2 separate regions of the Mus musculus genome follow, and region 2 is linked to region 1. Evidence: chromatin contacts called from public Hi-C data. All regions are on one chromosome and are shown on one strand. Each heading gives the region's core, a stretch centred on a gene start, on an enhancer-like site or on the middle of the called end of the contact. The rest is flanking DNA. Distances are from core to core; before and after follow the strand shown.

Region 1 (5,557 bases), core at 768-3,267:
AGAGAGAGAGAGAGAGAGAGAGAGAGAGAGCTGTCTCTGTGACTTTCTGTAATTTGACCAGCATTTGAGGTGAATTGAATTATCTGAGCTTGTATTTCTTCTAAGCCCCTCTTCATTGCTGAGTGGCTGTTCCTGATCTATTACATGCATTTATTTCACACACAGATAGCTCTGAAATCTTCCTCAACCTGGATTCATATGGTCACTCACTGAAGATTCCATTCGCTCTCCCTCCTGTCTGCCTCACTGTAAAAATTCTTCTTCTGGCAGATGCTGGGGCCTGCCTTTCTTCCTGTGAGCCAGTGTACATTGTCCTGCATTCTCAGGTCCTTGCAGACTCTCAAGCACCTGCCTATTGTTGCATAAACTCTGACCCACACTTCAGTTGAGATTGCCTGTGTGTGTGTGTGTGTGTGTGTGTGTGTGTGTGTGTGTATATATATATATATATATATATATATATATATATATGCTCCTGTTTCCATGGTGACCTGCCTATGGATCACATGTGTAGGTGTCCGTGGCATGGTCTTTCCTCATAAGCATACACCAGGATGTGACTCTTTATACTTGCTTGAACAGTCAAATGGATGTGAATATACATCTTTGACAGAGCATGTGGCAAAAACTTGGAATAGTGAACCCAGTCTGGGGTCAGTCATTTGGCAGAGAGGCTCTGACACCATGGATGGGTAATGGGTTTTGATCTGCACTAATATTTTGCCTTTTTCCAATATTAAGTTTCTGCTTTCAATGTTTTTAGGGATAAAATGTGGTCAGAATTCTGTGCTCATTGCTTCATAGAATATATAGTTCCTGAGGTCCTCTGTAATTCTGATGTTGATACACCCCTAGGAGAATTGGCATGTCCCATTCGCACATCTGGTTTGCTTTAGGCAAGGGAACTTTCTCGTGCCAGAATGGCTTTTGGTGGATATAGGAAATCTGCTTTATGTTGAGCCTCTGCAACTCACAGATGCAAATGTTTAAAAACACGGCCATTTCTTCATCTGAAACGTCCCCAGTCACTACTTTCGTCCAAAAAAAAAAAGAAAAGAAAGAAAGAAAAGAAAAGAAAACCCACAAAAGAAACCCAAAACCCTTACAGTGTTATAAATTCATTGTACACAATCCATATCCACTCATCTCATGGCTCATATCAGAGCGGACTTAACTGTTTGGTGGCATCCTAGGGTGCATGCCCATGTCCTGGTCTGCTCTGCTAGGTTATGTCCTCTTGGTGGAATGTATTATTATTCTCCTCCATGGGGAAGGACCTCAGACACATCGCCATCTGCTTGGGAAGATGATGCAGCCCCGTTAACCCTGAGGTGGTGCTATGTGGTGGATGATATGTGGTGACAGGCCTCTTGCCCTCCACCTGCCTCCAAAAGCAAGAAGCCCCTCCAAACTGCTGTGCCTGCAGCGTCAACCTTTTTTTTTCTCCAAATTTGAAATTTAACCTAATGCTTTAGGTCCTGTATTTTCTATGAGAAACCTAACTTTTCCTGTATTGCTAATTGTTATATTGGATTATTTTAAAAGAAAACAGAAAAAAATTTTATGTAGGAAAAAGTTTAACTATGTTAACAGCACTAGGTCAAAGATTCAAGACCTTTGAGAGCTTGGAAGAAGGAATCACCCCCAGTCATGTTGTAATACAACTGAACACAGGGCTTTGTGGCTGAAGTAGCTACCCCTTCACCCCCAACCCCCACATTCAACTCACATATTCCCTGGTGGCTCTAACTGTTTGCAAAAGGAAGGCCTTGCATTATAGTCTCTTAAAATGCATACAAAATAAAAACTTAAAAGCCATTCGGTGAGAATTAGAGGTTCATGGCTGAAGGTACAGCCTTGAACGAGAACTGGGTAGTTCTCTCGTGTCCCCAGAAAATGAGCTCACATGGCAAAAACAGACAAAGTCTACCCCCTGCCAAACTCCATGTCAGCAGAAATCTGGTCTGCTTTCCCAAATGGAATGTGGATTTCCAAACTCGAGACGATCTCTTTCCAAAGCAAATGAGAAACAAATACGTCCTGGGCACTGGCTCTGCTTTCCATCCAGGGCACAGATTTCCCACTGGGTTGTTCCTGTCTGCCATTTCCCAACCAGCACGTGGTCCTGGGACTTAATAGAGTCAAAAAGCCCGTGCTGGATGTAGATAAAATCTCTCTCACTCTGACTTGCCTTACTGCTCTGATTCACAGCACAGCAGCCTCAGTGTCTGTCCCGTGAAAACAAATGACCAAGGTTTTGTGGAAAAGACTAGATCTGGGTCCTGCTGACATAGTCAGTGCACCAGCCTCTGCCCACACCAACAGCCTCTGAGTCCTGTCTGTTGCCAGCAGTCCTAAGGCCAGCCAAGATGGGGGGGTGGGGGGGGGAGAGAACATGTAACCTGAGAAGTGTATCAGTGGGTAGTGGGGCCGTGGCAGGCCTGCAGGCAAGGGAAGTCCTGTCCCCCCTGGACTTATAGCTGGGACACTGATCACTGCAGGACCTGGAGTGAGATGGCAAGTATGGACAGGTGTCCCAAGTCACACAGTTGAGGCTCCATTCTAGTGTTAGGCCAGGCCCTGACTCTAGCAACCTCAGGCAACCTCAGCATGACAGGTACCTTTCCGAGCTCCCCGTGAAAGGTGGGAACTAGTTAAAAGGCAGCCACCTCATGCCTCCACCTCTGACCAGGCCTGGCCTTTCCCCCATGTTTGTCACGATGCCTATGGAAAACCCTTCAGTGAGCCCTTGATGCTGATCCAAGGCAAAGCGAACACCAGGCCATACTGCAGAGCCTCTGCACAGGCTGGGTTCTGCTTAGCACTGTCCCCTTGCCCTCCCTGAGCCATGCACCCTTGGTTTCAGCTAGCCTTCATGCTGATCTTTGGCCCCTACTGTATTTTTCTGCATCTCTGTGTGGTAAAACTGTGGTAAAAGCCCATTTCAGATGGGCTCTCCATGTTGGGCCTTCCTGCCCATCACCACTCTACCTTTCTTGGTAGAATTAAATACTGATTTTACCTCAGCATTTTTGATGCATTTAGCTCATCACTATAGGGTTATTTGTCCCCAGAGACCTGGAGGCCTGTTCATACCTCTTGGTGTTTCTCACAGCCCACTCCTGGGCACGTAGCTTATCCGTCACAAGCATCTGTTTTTACAGTTCATACCAAGATGGAAGCCTTTGATTCATTATCATTTTGGCTCTGATTAATTGAGGAAATAAAAGCAGGGCCTGTGGGACATCCAGTTGACATTTATTGGTAACTTCTCCACCCATTACAGGCCCAGCAAAAAAAGTCATCCTAGTTCCTTGAAGCATAGCATAGAGGCCCATTCTGAGGCAGGAAGATCCACTGTACTGAGAGCTCACAATGAAATTGATCCCCTGGGGCCTTCAAAAGTATTTGGCTTTTGGAAGCGCCTGTGGCTCCAGAGGTCAGTGGGCTGCTTTGATGGAAGTTCCCTGTTCCAGAGGTATAAATGCAATGCAGATTGGATCTCACTCCACCCAGTACAGGATGCCCCTGCCAGCACACTGGGCCCTGCCTAAGACTTGCCTCCTCATGAGGTCACAGACTTCATCAGAAAAGTGCCCGGGGGCCTGGGGAGATGGCTCAGTCTATATTTGCCCATGTAAACGTGAGGACTTGGGCCCAAATCTCTAGCACTCACGTAAAAGTTAGGTCTTACAGGATGGTCTATGGTCCCTGAGCTGATAAAGTGGAAATGCGTAGATCCCTGGAGCTCACTGGCTAGCCTATTCAGCTAAAGAGGTGAACTGCAGGTACAGTGAGAGACTGGGATAAAACCAAAACTATAACTGAAGTCAATTAAAACAACGGCAACAAGACCAACAATATTGACCTCTGCCTATGTACATACACACATTTATCTCTTCTCTCTCTCTCTCTCTCTCTCTCTCTCTCTCTCTCTCTCTCTCTCTGTCATACACACACACACACACACAGATAGAAATTTGTGAAGAGTCAGACTTTCAAACACCAACTGAATGTGTAAGAGCTACCAGAGACATGTCTACTCATCTTTGCATATTAACTCAATTTTAATGTGACAATCATACTGGATTATAAGTGTGCTTGTTTTAAAATTCTTTGTCTTTTAGACACGTGCTGAAACAGTTACAGAGGAAATGATGTTTGACAGTGGGTTTGAAATAATATAGAAAGGAGAGACTGAGAAGTCAAGAGGAAACATAGCCACAGGCTGGTGATTGCTAGAGCTGAGTTTGGGATAATACTTAGTTTTTCATGATGTCTGATATTTTTCATAACAAGGTGATTTTAGCAGAAAGGCTACTTTGTTCCTGGGCTCTCCTGTCTGAGATTTTCTCTTACTGTGTCTCTTTGCTTTGTCCAAGTTTGCTCATGAGGACCCTTAGTAGGAGAGGCCAAATTACTGGCTTCCATTGAAAGAACTTTCCTTAAGTTCTGTCAAATAGGTTTGAAAGTCTTTGAAATTTGGTTCCTTCCTCCTTCACATGGGGGTAAAGGACAGTACGGAGATCTAGACAGAAGACTAGAACTCTGAACTGTGGGCTGAAATGTCCCCTTTGAGCGATGGCTTTTAACCTGTGGGTCATGACCCCTTTGGGGGAAGCTGAACAGCCTCTTGTCACAGTGGTCACCTAAGACCATCAGAAAGCACAGATATTTACATTATGATTCATAAAAGCAGAAGATTACCATTATGAAGTAGCAACAAAAATAATTTTATGGTTGGAGGGTCACCACAACATGAGGAATTGAATTAAAGGGTTGCAACGTTAAGAAGGCTGAGAATCACAACCTTTGAGGTTCATCCCTTGCCTTTCTCCTGTGAAGAGTAGCTGTCCCCTGGCTACAGCTGGTAGAGAAGTGGACCATTTACCATGCACCTGGGTCCCAGGGGAACTGGCAAAGGAGCATTTGCAAAGAAAGGACACTTCAGTAGAACTGAAGCTAGTTAGAAACCCACCTGTGAAGATGGGCTTTCTGATAGAGCCAGAGACCTCTGGCCAGCCAGGACCATGAACCAAGGCAGGCTCTGTGCTGAATTATTTAACCTCCCAAATGTTTCCATTGTGTCTCCTCCTAGACCAGAGGCTCTCTAGTCCATTAGCATAGCATTTTCCAAGAGTGGGGTTTCACCAGCCCTCTCCTTAACCACCAGCATACCCCAGCATGATACAGATGGGTGCTCTCTGCTTCCCCACTGTCTTCGGCCACCCTCACCTCCCTGGCCCTGCACACAATATCTGTGGTTATGAGAGAGCAGAGAGACTATGGAAGCATCAGCCTGGTGACAGTGTACCCTCTGGACACGAGTTGGATGGTGGAGTTCTCAGCTGTCTCTACCTATGTCAGCTAGCCATCTTTGCTGACTTCCTGGATAGGCTGCTGTGACTACCAAGCTGTAGTCGTCACATTCCAAATGTCACCAGGCAGTTAGGATCCAGGAAAGACAGACGACTGAGAGTTCCCAGGCAAGACCAGGAGGTTGGGATGTACCACAGCAAGTGGCAGGTAGAAGATAAAGAATAGGGTAAGAAGAATG
Region 2 (5,759 bases), core at 1,514-4,013, 87 kb after region 1:
ACTACCACTACTACTACTACTATCACGACTACTACCACTACTACAAAATTAACCGTTTAAATCTCCCATCTTCTAGTGACTATATAGTTCTTTCCAGGTCTTCAACTCCCTAGAATTTATCCTTGTTTCGATGACTATCCGATTGTCCCAACATCAGTTTTTAAAATGAGCCATGTACCCAAGTGCTTTGAATTACCCACTGGTTCTAATTGTATATATGTCTGGACAAATTTGATTGTACTAAAGGGCCTTTGGGTCTGTTTCCTAAAACTCAATGGCTGCCCCTCTGACCACTCATTAGATTCTGATAATGTTTTTTATCATCTGAGACTGCGTGCTCCCTGGTCTCTCTCATTTCTTTGAAGGCATTAGGTATATTTGTTGTTTGTTACTCCCCTGTGATGCTGGGGTTAGGCCTCTCATAGGGTCTCTAGCGTTGTTCAAGACTTCTCCCTGGGCCCATTCCTCCAGGTCAGATTCTCTAAGCCCTTGCCTGAACAGTTAATAAGGTAAGCAAGATGTGAGGCCTCCTTCCCCATTTCCCAAGGTCAGTGTCTTCCTGTAGCTCCTACTAACAGTATTTCTGACCCTCCTGGGCCAAGCAAGGAGTTTAAAATACCTTCTCTGATTCAAGTTCTCCACATAAGGTCTGAGGTTTGGTGTTTTTCTCCAACTAATGTCAAATAGCAAGCCTGTAATTTTCCTAAATTTAAGAGTATTTTCCCCCAGCTTCCTGGCTGGCCCAGACTTGTGAAAATATTCTCAATTTCAACTTCACTTCCTCTGACATTGTGCAAGACAGTTAGTGGCACAGCCTCAGAGCGTTAAGTGTTTCTGACAGTCTCACTTGGACTTGCCAATTTCCCCTTCGATTCCTTCTCCTTTTTATAAAGACAAATTAGAAAGCAATTGCTCCGTGACCTTTGGCTCTGTTATTTCTTTTGCTTTGTGCTACCCAGGCTTATTTCCCCATCTATCACTCTTCTGTATTGATTTTGGATGGTTACGGTGTTCGCCTCTGCCCTTTGCAAAGAGTCATTGGCTTCAAAATGATCTGGAAATGTCAGGAGCATTTGGACACATGGCTAATCTGAGTGTGGCTACTGAAGGCATGAGACCAGCCGTGAGATAGGTTTACCGTCTCAGTCTGTAACTGTGAAAATTAAGACTGCTGACAGCTGTTGGCAAAGACCTTCAGAGTTGTCATCTGTCTACTCATGACAATAAGAGCCAGGAGTGACCTGTCAAATGTCCCGCCAAACCACTGAGAGCATGTGTTTGGCTTCATGGTCACCAAATACTAGGATATGGTGTCGTGGGAAGAGAAGCTTGTGAGAGAGTCAGGAGGCCCAAATGCACTTCAATATAGATGGGCAGAGTTCCTCCTGAGTCTCTGGAAAGACACATGAGTAAGCCACGAAGAGGAAATGATAGAATCCAGCCCATTCTAGATGGTTCCTGAATGACAGGGGCTAATGTGGACAGTGAAGATATCTCACTCTTTGCCTTTCTCAATTATTCCCTGTTCCCCCCAAACCCCAGATTAGACCTAAAGAAATTAAGTAGCCAAAGGACAAACTGTGGAAAAGAATGTTGGAAAACATGTAGGCTATCTGCCACCTGGGTGAGTAGACACTCAACAGTTGAAGGTTGCCTAAGAATATACAAAAGGGATGATGGGGGGAGGCAAGCTAAGCAGATTCAGTCCCAGGGATTGTGTCATGAAGAGGACCACAGGGAAGCCTTTGTCTGGGTGTCTCAGGTGCTAGCTGAAGACTCACCTGGAGCCTTCCATGTTTGAGGGTTCAGCCAGGTGCCTCCCTTCCTACGACCACAGCCTCTAGTAGCTCTGCTAGCGGAGGAGTAGGGCGGGGCTGTTCCTCCATGACAAGCACTCACAAACCTATGGGCAACAGCACGTGGGGTTCCCAGGAAAGGCAAAATACTAAACTGAGAAGTATAACTGGGCTGGGAGGTAGCTCACTCGGTAAAGTCGCTGCCATGCAAGCACGAGGAGCTAGGTTCAAATCTCCAGGCGGGACAGCATACATTTGTAACCCGGAGGTAGGAGTCAGGAGGCAGAGGTAGATAGACAAACTCCTTCGTCAGTGAGATATAGGTTTAGTGAGAGACCTTGTCTCGAAAAATAAGGTAGAGAGTGATCAAGGAAGACACTGCCCTTTGACTCAACAGTTACCAGATAGAGAATTCATGTGACAATGTGGTTTCATTTTCTTGGGGAGCACGATGACACCCCTTCCATGCCTTTCCCCATCCCCCAGAAAGCATCCGTGCATGCAGTGAGGGTGTATTTGGCAAAATGGATGGCTGTAATAAAACGGGTGGCTAACCAGCAAGGGCCAGAATGATGAGTCACAGGTCTGTGAGCTGACTCACCTGCAACTGGGCAAGACTGCCCGAGACAAGCCCTCCCGGGGGGGGGGGGGGGGCGGGAGGAGACAATGTCTCATGGACACCCATTCTATGCCAGGCTGAATCATCCAGGGTGAATTTCAAGATATCCAGGGCTTGGATCTTCCAGACTATATGGAGAGGCTAGTTAGCTTTGTTTAAGTAACCAATCAACATTTTAAAGTCACCTTACATTTAATTTTTATCTCCTGTGCTATGCTCACACTGGTGGGTCACTGTGTCCTAGGATAGCCCTCTAGACTCTTCTGGTGCTGTGGGTCCTGACTCCTCCTGCTCCTCTGAACTGGGAGATGGGGGCTGAAGAGCAATCCCTGTGCTGAGATTGAATACACCGGGCTGACTGTATCACACTGCCTGACACCATCCCCTCTGTCTCCCTGCTAGAGAGTGATTCATGGTCACTCTTGGCAGAGTTTTTGGAATCCCATTTGTGGGATTTTTATCTCATCTAATTCAAGTGAAAGAGCACAAAAATGTGGCATCCTGGGGACAACCTTGGGTTAGGAAAAAAACAGTCTTCTCTAATTTAATGAAGGGCAGCTATGAAAATCTGAGTAGTTTTTAGAAACAAAAATGAACTACAGTTACATGAAGTAAAACAGAACACCTTAGACATAACGTTAAGTGAAAAAGATCAAAAGATCAATCCTAGAATCGATATACATATTTAATTATTTGGGAAAGATTAAATCCAATAAATGAACTACATAGATAGATAGATAGATAGATAGATAGATAGATAGATAGATATTTTAGCAGTATGTATTTAACGCTGTGTCTATCTCAGTTTCCCGCATGACTCCTACAACAGATGATCACAAACCTGGTGGTTTAAAACAAAAGGTAACTATTCTCTCTCAGTTTGAGAGGCGAGCAGGCAAAAACTAGTTTTACCAGGTAAACTTCATGGTGGTGTGTTTTCTCTAGAGGCCTCAAGAATTTCTTGCCTTTTCTTGGCCTCCGTCCTCTGTGGTCCCCTTGGCCTGCTCCCTTTGTGGTCCCCCTGTCCTCTCCCCTCTGTGGTCCCCTTGGCCTTCGCCCTCTGTGGTCTCCTTATCTTCCTTCCATGTCACATACCCCTCCACTTCACTTTACTAAGGCACTTGTAGTTTCACTTGGGGCCCAAATGCGTAATCAGAGCTGGTTTTCTCAACTTGACACCCTCACCGCAGTCCCACCTGCCATGTTTGTTATATAAGGTCATAGCCACATGGTCTGGCTGTTCTGCATCACCCTCTGTACAACCCTCCCACCCCCACGACATGAGGGGCTTGTTTCTTCTGAGAATCTCCACCCGAGGCCTTGCACCTTTTCTTGGGAATTCCCTCCCAGTCTGCCGTGTTCTTGGAATTTTTTGGCTCATTCTTTGTGCCTTACCAGGAGTCTGGCATCTAATCTTTCTATCACAGTCTGTTCCTCCACATAGGCTCGAAGCCTGCTTCTCCCCGGGTTGTGACCTGCTGGAACTTTCCTCTGCATCTTGCATCTAAATCTCTGTCCAAGCCTGACAGGGTACCTGTTGTCACCAAACCCAACCCTGGGCAGCAATTTAACATACTGTGTGGGAAAAGCTGGGCAGGAAAGGAGGTGTGGGAGGGGAGGGGAGAGAAGGGAGAGGAGGAGAGAGAGGGGAGAGAAGAGAGAAAAGGAGAGGAGAGGAGAGGAAGAGAGAGGAGGGGAGGGGACGGGGAGGGAAGGAAGGAACTTTGCACTGGGACTTGATGTGTCTCTTCTTTGTCTAATATTATTATATTTGGACATGTTGAATTTACACTGCTCCTCTCCTTTCTTCCCTCTCCTCTCCCCTCTCCTCCCCTGCCCTCCCCTTTTCCTCTCCTCCTGTCTTGTTGCCTCTTACCCTCTCTCCCCTTTCCTCCCATACTTCCTCTTGGACCCTCTTCTTTTTTTCTTTCCAATAAATGAATTCTATCCAGAATCAATATCATTTCTTGGTGTGTGGGTGGGTGGGTCACTTTACATCCCAGTAGCAGCCCCACCTCCCTCCTCTCCTCCCAGTCCTACCTTTACAAATCCCTCTTGAATTACCTGAGGAGAAGGGGAATCCCCTGTTGGGCACCACCTCTCCCACTGAGGTCCAACCAGGCAGTCCAGCTAGGGGAAGAGCATCCAATGAGAGACAGCCAATTATTAATCTCCAATTATGAGAGGACCCACATGAAGACCAAGCTGCACATTTGCTACCAATGTGTAGGGGGCCTAGGTCCAGGCCCTGCATGTTCTTTGGTTGGTGGTTCAGTCTCAGTGAGCCTAGTAGCATTTCTCGAGCTGACCAGGAAATCCCAGTTTTGATAAAACATGTCATAGTGGATTTCCAAGTCAGGGCTTCCAGTGACAGAACATTAAGAATCCTGGCTTCTGGGTAGAGAAAGCTTACAGCCCCCGAATCCTCTTAGAGCATGGTACCTGTGGTACTAAGACCATTTCAGACTCTGAGCACCCAGCCCTCCCACCATTCTGCCTTCAGAATTTCTTCCTCCTGGGAACCAATATCTGCTGATGAGGTTGCACTTCCTCCACACTCCTCCTCTCTCTGTATCTCCGTGGCTGGGGACAGCATTCCTCCACCTGACACTTCCCTCCTGCACCTCAGAAACAAGAATGGAGCCCCTTCAGTTTTCTGCCATTCATTACAGTTTTACTTCTGTGACAGATGTACCGGTTTTGGTATCTCCTCTTGACTTTCTAGCCTACCATGGAGTGGGAATTTAGCTTTCACTACCTCCCTGAATCCAGGAACTTTTTGAAAAAAGGAAATTAAGTTGATGTTTATTTGTACAATTTTATATTAGGCCAGCCAAGAGGTATGATGTGATTATATTTCCATTTTTTTCTTTACAACTTTCTGTTTTGTCTGCAGTTACTACTTGCCCCTCTGTTTTCTTAGCTTTGTCTGTACTCACCCCTGTGTTTTTCTAGACAGTCCCCCAGCCCTGTATAATTTACCTTGGAACTGTTTTTCACATGCTAGAGCCTACCAGATTATCTCCTTGGTTTTGTTTTTAAGCCTGGATGTTGCCCCTCTGACATGGTCTTGTTGCTGATCTTGCCTTCTAGATCCTGACACTGCCATTGGTCAGTCTGAGGCCGTTCTATTCCCACTCCTCAGATTCTCAATTTTCTTCTTTGTTGGTCCTTTCTCCTCTCTTTCTGGAAACTTAAAACCTGTTCTCTTTCTTGCTAGTGAAACAGCCACTGTAATAGAATTGATGTGATATGATAGTCTCTTTTATTTATTAGACCAGGCACATGACGGTTCAGAACGATCTGATCATTCGGATGACCATTATATACTGAGAAATACCTTA

Evidence for each region. A called contact is a pair of places that touch in the nucleus more often than the background predicts.
Region 2: a Hi-C map of the N1E-115 cell line shows a contact between it and region 1, with 2.5 times the contacts expected there. The contact joins two enhancer-like sites. A contact is called at or near these places in 5 of 484 Hi-C or Micro-C datasets (the N1E-115 cell line, macrophages, myeloid progenitors and 2 more), 3 of 115 datasets of contacts at active chromatin or transcription factors (effector CD8 T cells, embryonic stem cells and memory CD8 T cells) and 1 of 9 other capture datasets (embryonic stem cells).

Annotation. Positions count from the first base shown.
Region 1 is chr13:93,909,169-93,914,725 of GRCm38.p6, forward strand. The region is part of intron 6 of Arsb (arylsulfatase B); the gene reads left to right. Among named protein-coding and RNA genes, the nearest start is that of Mir5624, 120 kb to the left of the region's middle. Within about 2 kb of position 2,018, at least 48 of the 459 cell types and tissues checked have an H3K27ac peak or open chromatin away from gene starts, as enhancers often do. A contact at or near this core is called in the N1E-115 cell line, where this site is marked.
Region 2 is chr13:93,995,793-94,001,551 of GRCm38.p6, forward strand. No RefSeq gene overlaps it. Among named protein-coding and RNA genes, the nearest start is that of Lhfpl2, 59 kb to the right of the region's middle. Within about 2 kb of position 2,764, at least 73 of the 459 cell types and tissues checked have an H3K27ac peak or open chromatin away from gene starts, as enhancers often do. A contact at or near this core is called in the N1E-115 cell line, where this site is marked.